Linked DNA regions of Oryctolagus cuniculus: region 1 is linked to region 2. Evidence: chromatin contacts called from public Micro-C data. All regions are on one chromosome and are shown on one strand. Each heading gives the region's core, a stretch centred on a gene start, on an enhancer-like site or on the middle of the called end of the contact. The rest is flanking DNA. Distances are from core to core; before and after follow the strand shown. Region 1 holds the start of EEF2K (eukaryotic elongation factor 2 kinase). Region 2 holds the start of CDR2 (cerebellar degeneration related protein 2).

Evidence for each region. Hi-C and Micro-C count contacts between places; a contact is called where the count stands out from the background.
Region 1: a Micro-C map of ear pinna shows a contact between it and region 2, with 5 times the contacts expected there. The contact joins the promoter of EEF2K here to the promoter of CDR2 in region 2. A contact is called at or near these places in 2 of 6 Hi-C or Micro-C datasets (ear pinna and an unstated tissue).

The regions. Positions count from the first base shown.
Region 1 is chr19:17,167,415-17,172,635 of mOryCun1.1, forward strand. EEF2K (eukaryotic elongation factor 2 kinase) reads right to left here and starts at 2,665. Exons shown (of 19, transcript XM_070064605.1): 1 at 2,506-2,665. TRNAL-UAG (transfer RNA leucine (anticodon UAG)) reads left to right here and starts at 2,743; the gene lies at 2,743-2,824.
Region 2 is chr19:16,870,629-16,876,141 of mOryCun1.1, forward strand. It overlaps CDR2 (cerebellar degeneration related protein 2), which reads left to right and starts at 3,275. Exons shown (of 4, transcript XM_070064585.1): 1 at 3,275-3,622. LOC108176787 (transmembrane protein 180) reads right to left here and starts at 2,946. Exons shown (of 7, transcript XM_051847901.2): 1 at 2,154-2,946.

The DNA of each region.
Region 1 (5,221 bases), core at 1,415-3,914, 300 kb after region 2:
CGTCCAAGGTGCAGGACAAATGTTAACCATAATTAAGTGACGAGAGACAGCTGGAGGACCGAACGGTGCCAGCAGATGATCCAAGGACTGGAAAACTCTTTTGCGAGACTGTGGAGAGGGCGATCACCTACAGAGAACTCTGCCTCCTTCCCTGGGCCACAGGGAGATGACCTAGAAAAGCCAGCCACAGTCTGGCCCTGCGTGGACACAGTCCCGTGGGTGCTTAGGGCAGGCAGCACCTGCCTCTGGCTCCAGGCTCCTGTGACAAGGTGGGGTAGCCTCCACCAAGAGAGCAACATCATTGTTCAAGGAATATTCTTGCTGCCAGCACTGTCCTGGGCCCTGAGCTCTGGGTGAACGAGATGGCATCGCCTGCCACTCCTGGCAGGGCTCAGCATCATCCGGGGAGAGACGCGTAAATGCTCATGTGTAGCCAGACCAGCTGGAGTCCCCCGTCACCACTGCTTTCAGCCTGTGCTAGAGAGGCAGATAAATGCTGGACACGAGGCCAGCATCTGTGCTGTGGCAGGTTAAGCCCTCACTGCTTAGGACATCCGCATCCCACATCAGAGCGCTGGTTCTGATCTTGGTCCAGCTCCCTGCTAATGTGCCTAGGAAGGCAGCAGGTGATGGTCCAAGTCCAAGTCCTTGGGGCCCTGCCCACAGGGGAGACCTGGATGGAGCTCCTGACTCCTGGCTTCAGCCTAGCCCAGCCCTGGTAGTTGCAGGTATTTGGGGAGTGAACCAGCAGGTGGAAGATTCACTCTCTGATATGCTGCCTTTCAAATAAAAAATCTTACAAATATAAAAATAAATGCTGGGCGCACATTCCCACATTTGCTCTGTCTGCTCCATTCTCCAGCACGGACAGTGCCTGACAGACCGTAAGGGCATGAACTCCCAGCACAGGGGCCGGTGCTGTGGTGCTGCAGCAGGTTAAGTACGGGTGCCAGCAACCCATACGCCTGGCTCCTGGCTTCCTTGTGGCCATTTGGGGAGTGAACCAGCCAATGGACGATCTCCCTCTGTCTCTCCTCTCTCTCTGTAATCTTTTGTTTTTATTTATTTATTTGAAAGGCACAGTTACAGAGAGAAGGAGAGACACTAGAGAGATCTTCTACCTACTGGTTCACTCCCCAAATGGCCACAAAGGCCAGGGCTGGGCCAGACCAAAGCCAGGAGCCAGGAGCTTCTTCCAGGTCTCCCACATGGATGCAAGAGCACAAGCACTTGGGCCATCTCACGCAGCTTTCCAAGCCACATTAGGAAGGAGGTGATCAGAAGTGGAGCAGCCAGGTCTCAAACTGATGCCCAGATGGGATGCCAGCGCTGCAGACAGCGGCTTAACCTTCTGTGCCATAGCGGTGCCCCAGTAAATAAACTTAAAAAAAAAAAAAAAAGGACTCAGAACAAACGTAATCCTTACAGCACCCACCTGTGCCCTCACTGTGCCTCCACTACAAGGAGCGGAGGCTCACACAGAGGGGACTTTCCCAAGGGCACACAGGCCCCCAAAGCTCAGACCACGGAAGTCCTATAGGGGTTTCTCGTTGCTGTGGTAATAGCTGTAGTGGCTTCAAGGGACACAAAGTACAGTCTCACAGCTGTCAGAGTCCTAGCATCAAGGTGTTGACACCCGGGCTCCTCCTGGAGGCGCTGGGGGAGAACTGGGTCGTTGCCTTTTCCGCAGCACTGCCAGGCCCGCCCGCGGTGGGGTCTCTGCTCTCAACCCCCCTCATCTCCTCCTGGAACCCCTGCCTCATCTCTTAGGAAGAGCCCTGTGACAAACACTGAGACCATGCGGCTGGCCCTGGCTGCCTTGCCCACCTGAAGATCCCCAGTCACACCTGCAGAGTCTGTTCGCCACCTAAGGTGTTTGGTGTTCTGGAAGCGTGGACGTGGGCATCTTGGGGGCCATCACGCAGCTTGCCCCGCGCATGGAGGGATGGCCTGTATCTACCCCTGGATTTCTGCTGGCTGCAAGGAAAGGAGTAACCCTACCTGAATGTGAATGAGGAAAACGTGTCCAAAAAGACTGAAAATTCCCGAGGCAGGAGGAAGGGGAGTAGAACTCGGGGGTATCCAAGGAAACCTGAATTCTATCGAATCTTTAAAAAGATTTGAAGCAAAAATGTTCACTATTCGGGATGGTGGGAAACGGAAGTCTGTTTCTGTTTTGTTGGGCTCCGTATTTGTTGCATTTTCCTACAACACACACACACACACACACCCCGAAATAACCTGCATAGAAGGACCTGGGTCCTGGGAGGCTGGGCCGTCTGAAATGGGGATGATAGAACAAAGTTCACCGGTTTTCCGGCCTGGGCCGGTGATGGCAAGAGCAGGGGCCAGCCCAGGAGGCCACACAGGGCAGTAGGGGCGACTGCACATCAGAGCTGCAAACCCAGGCCCAGCCAGGAGGGAGCGGCAGCGCGGCACTGCCCCCAGGTGGCCTCACGCGGTATTACGCCCATGGAAAATGCAAAAATTCAAACCCAAACGCACCTGCGAGTAAGACTGAACCATTAGGAACTCTTCTTTCGTTCCTAACGGTGTTCTTACTGACTTACTGCTGCTGATCACGAAACAACTGTGTTTCCAAAACGCCGCGGGAAGCTGAGGCCTTAGAGAGCCCGGCCCTGCCTTGGGCATGCGCACACCTGCAGGGGCGGGGCTTGCTGAGCGCGAGACGTGCGCGTCATCGGACTAATATAGGCTGAGCAGCAGCATCACCAACTGGGCGGTAGCGTGGCCGAGTGGTCTAAGGCGCTGGATTTAGGCTCCAGTCATTTCGATGGCGTGGGTTCGAATCCCACCGCTGCCACACCCGGAAGGGCATATGTTTTTTTCCACATTCCCTCCCTTTATTCTTTCCTGACTCAAGAAATTTTTTGAACTGGGTAGGGAGAGGAGAAAAAACAACAAACTTGGCAGTGAAGGCCCAGGACACAAACGTCTCACGTGCCACCCCTGCCTACTTGAGACAAAGCAAGAACTTCTCCCTACTTCCTGGGAAAACCGTCTAGGGTACCCTGAAAAGATCCCAGCAGTTTGCCTGGGTCTTTAACGCCTCCAGGCCTGGGGTTCTATACCTCCCAAGGAGCAAGGTTGTCGGTGGGGTGATTATAATCGCCACCTGATTAGGGAGGGCTCTTTCCGGCTAGCTCTGTGTCCTTGCGACGGCTCTGGCTGACTCCATAGATCCCTGTTGGTAGAAAAAGTTGTCCGGCGACACAGAGCTTGGGGAACAAGCCTGGGTGTCAGCCTTGAGGTCTCAGCTGATTCACCTCCAACTTGGCCTTCAGGCTTGGCTTAGGGGGTCCCTCATTTGTTCATGCAACAACTATGCCTGAAGAGTCTACCATGTGCCAGAAACCCAACTAGTCCTACGATGGGTAAGGCAGACATGTCTGTGGACCTGCAGAGTTTGTTATAACCTGGCTAGCTGGAACCTGAAACTGGCAAGAGGAGCCACGGGAAAGTGACGGGGTGGGGGGCATTTCTGAGAAGTAGGACCTCCTAGAGGCAGATCAGAGCTTGGTGAGAGAGACCAGGCGGCCGAGGAGGGATTTGGGTCCGCTGGACAGGGGGCAAGCGGTTGCAGGCGGACGAGTGCCAAGCTGAGCTCCTGAACTTGATCCTGAGGGCTACGGGCAACCACGGAAGAGTTTTAAGCCACAAAGTGGCAGATTCCAGCTTGGGACACAGGCAGCTCCCCTCGGAGACAGGAGGTGGTCTTCAAAGCCTACTGCAGGGTGGACATATGCAGGACGCGGAGCACGTGGGGCCTAGGGAGGGTTCCGAGGTGGACCCGACGGAAGTGGGCGATGAGGATGTTGTAAAGAGAGGGAAATGCCCAGGTGCCGGGCTTGGGTCGCTGGAGAGCTGGCCGTGCCTGTCTTCTCCGTGGGAGGAAACACAGGACCCACAGGGAGCAGGTTTGTGGGAAAGCGGATGAGGTCAGTCAGAGTCAGAGCGAGTTTAAGATGCTTGTGGGCCGTGGAGTTAAGTATGGGGTTGGACGTGGAAGTCTGGAGGCCAAGAGAGCATTCTGAGAAAATAACACTGGAGACTGAGGCCATGGGAATGGATGACGTCACCCAGAAAAGGCTGAGAGAGGAAGAGAGGCCAAGACAGGGCCCCGAGGACCATAATCTTGACGGGACAGCAATGGAAGAGGAGCCAGCAAAAGAGACAGGGGGGACCTGGCCGGCGTCCTCTGTGGTAACCAGGTGTGGCGTCCAAGAGGGAGTAGCCGGCTAGGCTGAGTGCTGTTCAGAGGTGAGAAAGACAAAATCATCACCTGGGTTTATGATTTCTGGGCAGGGCTATTAATGGCCTTGATTAAAGTCATTTTGGAATGGGTTCAAGAGAAGAAATGAAAACGTATAGGGTCAGGCACCCAGTGCATCTGTTAAGATGCCACTTGGCACACCTGCATCCTATACCAGAGTGCCTGGGTTCAAATCCCGGCTTTGTTTCCGATTCCCAGCTTCTTGCTAACATGCACTCCGGGAGGCAGCAGGTGATGGCTGGAGTCTTCAGATCCCTGCCACCCACAGGGGAGACTCCGGCTGAGTTCTGAGCTCCTGGCTTTGGCCTGGCCCAGCTCTGGCTATTGCAGGCATTTGGCCTGAAATAACCAGCAGATGGAAGATCTCCCAGCCTGTCTCTCTGCCTTTTCAAATACAACTGAAAATAATTTTTAAAAATTTAATGATCAACTCCTTTTTTTTTTTTTTTTTTTTTTTTTGACAGGCAGAGTGCATAGTGAGAGAGAGAGACAGAGAGAAAGGTCTTCCTTTTGCTGTTGGTTCACCCTCCAATGGTTGCCACGGCTGGTGCGCTGCTCCGAAGGCAGGAGCCAGGTGCTTCTCCTGGTCTCCCATGGGGTGCAGGGCCCAAGCACTTGGGCCATCTTCCACTGCCTTCCCAGCCCACAGCAGAGAGCTGGCCTGGAAGAGGGGCAACCGGGACAGAATCCGGCGCCCCAACCGGGACTAGAACCCTGTGTGCAGGCGCCGCTAGGTGGAGGATTAGCCTAGTGAACCGCGGAGCCGGCCATGATCAACTCTTAAAAATAAAGAAATGTAAGTACTGACAGCCCATCACAGCACTGGATTGAGGGTGTGTTTGGTAGCGGGCGTGGGGTGTACAGCTGGGAATAGCTACAGTGCCCACAAGGGAAAGCGGACAGGGTCCCGATGGCCCATTCTGCTTG
Region 2 (5,513 bases), core at 2,025-4,524:
GGAAGTGGAGCAGCCGGGTCTCAAACCGGCGCCCATATGGGATGCCAGCACCAAAGGCCACAGTGCTGGTCCCAGGCAGTAAAGGTTTTACAAGCGATCTATTACGCCTCTTTTTAACCTAGCAGTAAACATCCTATCAGCAACACTTTCTTTTTTTTTTTTTTTTTTTTTTTTTTTTTGACAGGCAGAGTGGACAATGAGAGAGACAGACAGAGAGAAAGGTCTTCCTTTGCCATTGGTTCACCCTCCAATGGCCGCCGCGGCCCATGCGCTGCGGCCAGCGCACCACGCTGATCCGAAGGCAGGAGCCAGGTGCTTCTCCTGGTCTCCCATGGGGTGCAGGGCCCAAGCACTTGGGCCATCCTCCACTGCACTCCCTGGCCACAGCAGAGAGCTGGCCTGGAAGAGGGGCAACCGGGACAGAATCCGGCGCCCCGACTGGGACTAGAACCCGGTGTGCTGGCGCCGCAAGGCGGAGGATTAGCCTAGTGAGCCGCGGTGCCAGCCCACTTTCCCTTTTAATTATCAGGATTCAGAAGAGACGTGTGAAGTTTCGCGTTCCTCTTTTATTATCATTATTATTACTTTCTAGCACGTTTTTCCTTCTATATTTTTTGGTTGGCATTCTACTGGAAGAGCTTTCTGAGTCAGGCATTGTGGCACAGCAGGTTAAGCTGTTGCTTGGGATACCTGCATCCCATAATGAAGTGCCTGAGTTTGAGTCCCTATTACTCCTCTTCCAAACCAGCTTCCTGCTAATGTGCACCCTGGGAGGCAGCAGGTGGTGACTCAAGTACTGGGGCCCCTGGCACCCATATGAGAGACCCGGATGGAGTTCCAGGCTCTCGACTTCCACCTGGCCCAGCCCAGTCATTTGGATCATTTGGGGAGTAAACTCACAGACAGAAGATCGACCTCTCTCTCTTTCAAATAAACACTTCAAAAAAAAAAACAACTTTCTAATCAGCGCAAACATGAATTCTTCCTTTCTTCTCTTTTCTTCAATGGGTTATAACCTATCCAAGGTTGGGGAACCCCTTACCTGTCAAGGGGCATTTTGACATTTATAACATCGTTCATGGGCCATACAAAATGACCAACTTAAAAAGTAGCCTGTTGTAGATGCGTTGAGTTTTGAGGCCAGCCCGTGGTTGCCTTGGCAGAGCCCGACATTCCCCACCCCTGTGACCTATACTATTATTACTTTGATGCTCATTATTGTCCCCAAGGGTCCCTGCATTTTAGCAATATCAGTAGCAATCACATGACTTTATATTTGAGAAGGGCACAAGGGGTAGGTGTGTGGCCTAGCAGTGAAGATCCAGGTTGGGGTGGGCATCCCATTTCAAAGTACGTGGGTTCTGGGCTTGATTCCCAGCTCTTGCTGGTGACTTGAACTTCTTGCTAAAACAGATCCTGGTAGGCAGCCATGATGGCTCAAGTAATTGTGTTTCTGTCAGCCGCATGGGAGACCTGGATTGAGTTCTCAACTTCCAGTTTTGGCCCAACCGGGTCCTGGCCATCGTGAACATGTGGGAAGTGGACCCAGTGTAAGGGAGCTTGCTCTCTCTCTCAAATTTTTAAAACATTTTTAAAAGGGCACAAAATACTTCCTCATAGTTTCTGTCTGATTCTCATAACTCCATGAAGGCAAAGTGGGATCTGTCTTGTACTTTGCCAAAGGCTCCTCTGTGGTCAGAACTCTGGGTTTCCTGGTTCTAGGTTCGTAGTGTTTCTTCACTAAGCTACCTTCCTGCAGGATGGAAGAGTACAACTTCAAGCGACAGCTCCACAACAAGGAGGTTTTCCAGTCCTTGGCCAGGCTTCTCCCAAGGGCAACAGTCCAAAGCTTCAGCATGAGGCAACCTGGAGTCAAGCTTCTGCACACGGATTTGAACAAGAATGGGAGGTAGAGGGGCACTCTAGACTTTCTCACTCACATGAGTAGTTATTTAGGTAGACATTTTAGGTGAGTTTCCTTGCTCCACCGAGTCTTGATTCATTTATATGAAGTCAAAAATAGTCTGGGGATGTAGAACTCCTTCCTTACAATTCCCCTTATTTTTCATCATAGTAGTGTGTGCACCAGGGGAAAACAGTAAGATCACAGAGGGGCTGATAACACAAATCAAAGTCAACAAATCCCAACTCACCCCGCACTGCCTCCCATTTCAGCTCTGAGCTCTCTTGGGACCTGTGGCAATGATCCGTTGAATCCCCAACTTCAGGCATTCCCTATCAAGGTATCGCTGCGACGGATGAGGATGTAGCACCAGTCCCCTACTTCTCCCTTCCTCCGAACTCCTGGTCGTTACGATCTCACGTCCTAGAGACAGCTCTTCAACCTCTAACATCTCCGACCTCTTTCGGCCGCCCCCTCCCTTGACGGCTGTCCCACTGTGTAACAGACTCCGTGTTTTACCTGCACGGGGGATGCAAAAACCTTGAACCCACGAGCAGCACGGATGGTGTTAGGTCTGCGGCAAGCAGCGGGCACTGGGGCCAGGGGCAGGCCTCGCACGCCGCCCGCAGACTCAACGCGTGGTCTATGAACCTTTATAACGGAGCACGCGAAGCTGCTCCGCAATTTCCCCCGCTACGGAGACAGCTTCAGCGGCAACCGCCCCCGCCCCGGGTGCCCAGGCGATTCTGGCGCCGACCGTTCTGGAGGGAGTACAATTCCCAGCCGCTCGGAAGCGAAGGCTCGGATGTCAAGAAAAGAACGGCGAACAACTCAGAAGGCGTTGTTCTCAGCTCCCAGCTCCCGACCGACTCTCAGTCTTCGACAAAGGCGGGCTGAGCAATGGCCCTGGGGCTCGCGGCACCGTTCGCAAAGCCTCCCGCCGGCACGAAGGACGCCCCCTCGACAACCGCCCACTGCTCGGAAGCCCGAGTCCTCGCCCCTCGGACCCGCGCAACCAGTCCGCCCCTAACGGGCCGATCGGACACGCACCACAGGTGCAGGCGAGGTATCTGCCGCCTCCTCCCGAACGCACCCTCAGGAGCTACACAACACAGGCGAGGGGCGGGGCTTTCGGCCGCACCCCTTCACTTCTTCCCCGCCTCCTTTGTTCCTTCTGCAGCCGCCATTGGCTGCCTGCCCTCGGGACAGGCCGAGCCGCGAGCCTGTAGAGAGACACGATTGGACGAAGTCACTGCCACTCATCCGGCGGCCCGCTCGCCATTGGCCGACGCGCCGCCGGGGTTTTGAATCGCGTCCCCGGTCGGGGAGGGTTCTGCCAAAGTGCCACGTTGGGCCGGGTTGCGGTGTGAGGAGCCGGCCGGGCGCGCCAGCCGGGGGGCGCCGGCGCCCGGGCGCGTGCTGGGGGTGGGGGTGGTCTTTGGGCGGCACGAGGCGAGTCAACGGCTTGCGGTGCGGGCGGCGGAGGCCGGCTGGCCGGCCGGCGGCTGTACTGAGGCGGCGGCGCGTCCCACCCGAGGGCGGCTCTGGCTGAGGGCGGAGGAGCCGGGGCAGAGCCCGGGGCAGCGGCTGAGGCGGGACGGCGGCGGCGGGGGCCGCTGCCCCCGGAAGACCCCGCGGAGATGCTGGCGGAGAACCTGGTGGAGGAGTTTGAGATGAAGGAGGACGAGCCGTGGTACGACCACCAGGACCTCCAGCAAGGTGAGGGCGAGGGCGTGGGCGTCGGCGGGGCGGCTTGGCGCGAACCTTTTTTTTTTTTTTTTTTTTTTTTTTTTAAGTTGTTTTTGCTCGCGGCCGGCCCGGCAGGTGCTGGGTAGGACGCGGGCTCACCTGGCGGCGGGGCCCGCCCGTCGCGCCCGCGGGGAGCCTCGGCGCCGGGCCCACGGCCTTGCTCTAAGCCTCGCTGACGCGCGTGCTGTGCGGACTGCGCGCCCGGCACTCATTGTTTGCATGAAGTCAGTCGGTGCTCCCCGCGTCCCCCCGAGGCACGGAGGGCTGAGCCGGCGAGCCCCGCTGCAAGCGGCCGGGCCGAGAAGCCCACCGACCCCGCGGCCAGCCCCCTCTGCAAGTGCTCGCAGCGCCTTTCTGGGCCGGCCGGAGCGGGAACGGCTGCAGGCTGCGGCGAGCCCTTGGCGAATACCAGCTCTTGTTTGCTCCGCTGCATTCCCCTTGGAGAGAGGAACGTCGTCGCTGTCCCATTTTCCGGATTGGGAAAACCAAGGCTAGAACAGGTAGGAGGCTTGCCCGAAGGTGAAGTCGGGGCGCCAGTGTTTTTGGACCCGCACGCTCGGAACGAGGAGTAGTGTCACTACCCAGGCCCCGTGGCTTCCTTGCCAGCATATTAATAGCAGACACTTGCAGCTGGGGACACTGTTTCTGTGCCCTCAATACAGATGCTCATTTAATTCACGAGCCCGTTAGTATCTGACATCAGCCCTGGTAGAAGCGCATGCTGCCCGGGAAACCAGGATTCCGCTTCAAACTTCGGAGCAGACAGCCTTAACACCAATCCGGAATTTTTCCCAGGCATCTTCCATTTCTGCTATTCTGTGTAAATTTCTTTCAGCTTTAAATTTGCTGTGAAAATTTGCATAACCGTCTAGTTGAATATTAAATGGTCATGATGCTTGAGCATACTCACCATTGAACTTGGCAGAAAATGTAGACTAGAATAACTCAGAAAAGGAAAAACAAGCACCTTTTCTTCGGGAAGGTAATTTCTTAAATTAATATGCAACCATTTAAGCCACCCTTATGCTTACATAGTTCTAGTTGTTCAGCAATTGTAGTATGTATTTGCCATCATCTTCTCTGTGTTGGAAAGACAAGTTTGTCATAACACTTGAACAGACTTGTTTTTTGGTTTTTCCCATAAGAATTGATGGCCTACTTTGATACTTTCTCTAGCACTGATGAGGCAACCACCAAGCCATTGCAACATTTCCCTATAGTAATTTAAGCAGTTTGTAAAATCAGAGCTGCATCTTTTTTTTTTTCTTTTTTTTTTTTTTTGGTCTGGAGTTTAAGAAGCATGAATATTTAAGGACATAGATGTTTTTGTTTTGGTATCTCCAGCATCTAGCATAATATCCGGCCCATCATAGAAGCTGGGTTTTAATATGCGTTGAGCTGAACTGAAGCGCTCATGAAATTGCTGTTTTCATTGCTCTCTTATCAAGTGCCTTGGTCCACACTGCACCTTCCCCCGTGGCAGGGTGTCAGAAACAACCAGCTGTATTTCATTGCCCTGAGAGGCCAGTGCAACCTGTTGGGGGTTACATGTGGAAGTCTCTTTAACCTTTGATCAAAAGGTATCAGCTCTTTCAAGTTTAACAAATCTTAGAGAACCTCCGAAACTCTCCTGCCACATTGCATTTGGAATTTGTTCCATACTTTTCACAGAGCTTTTGCATCTGTTATTACAGTGGACTTTGACATAACCCTCTATGTCATAACCAGCTATGGGGGCGGGGTAGGAGTAGACAATGTGAAATTCCAACAATCCTAACTTGTGAATGGAATGTGGCCTATAAAAGAAAGAAGGCTATAGTGTGAATGAATAAAAGCTGATCTTTCCCCCTCCAATTTTGCT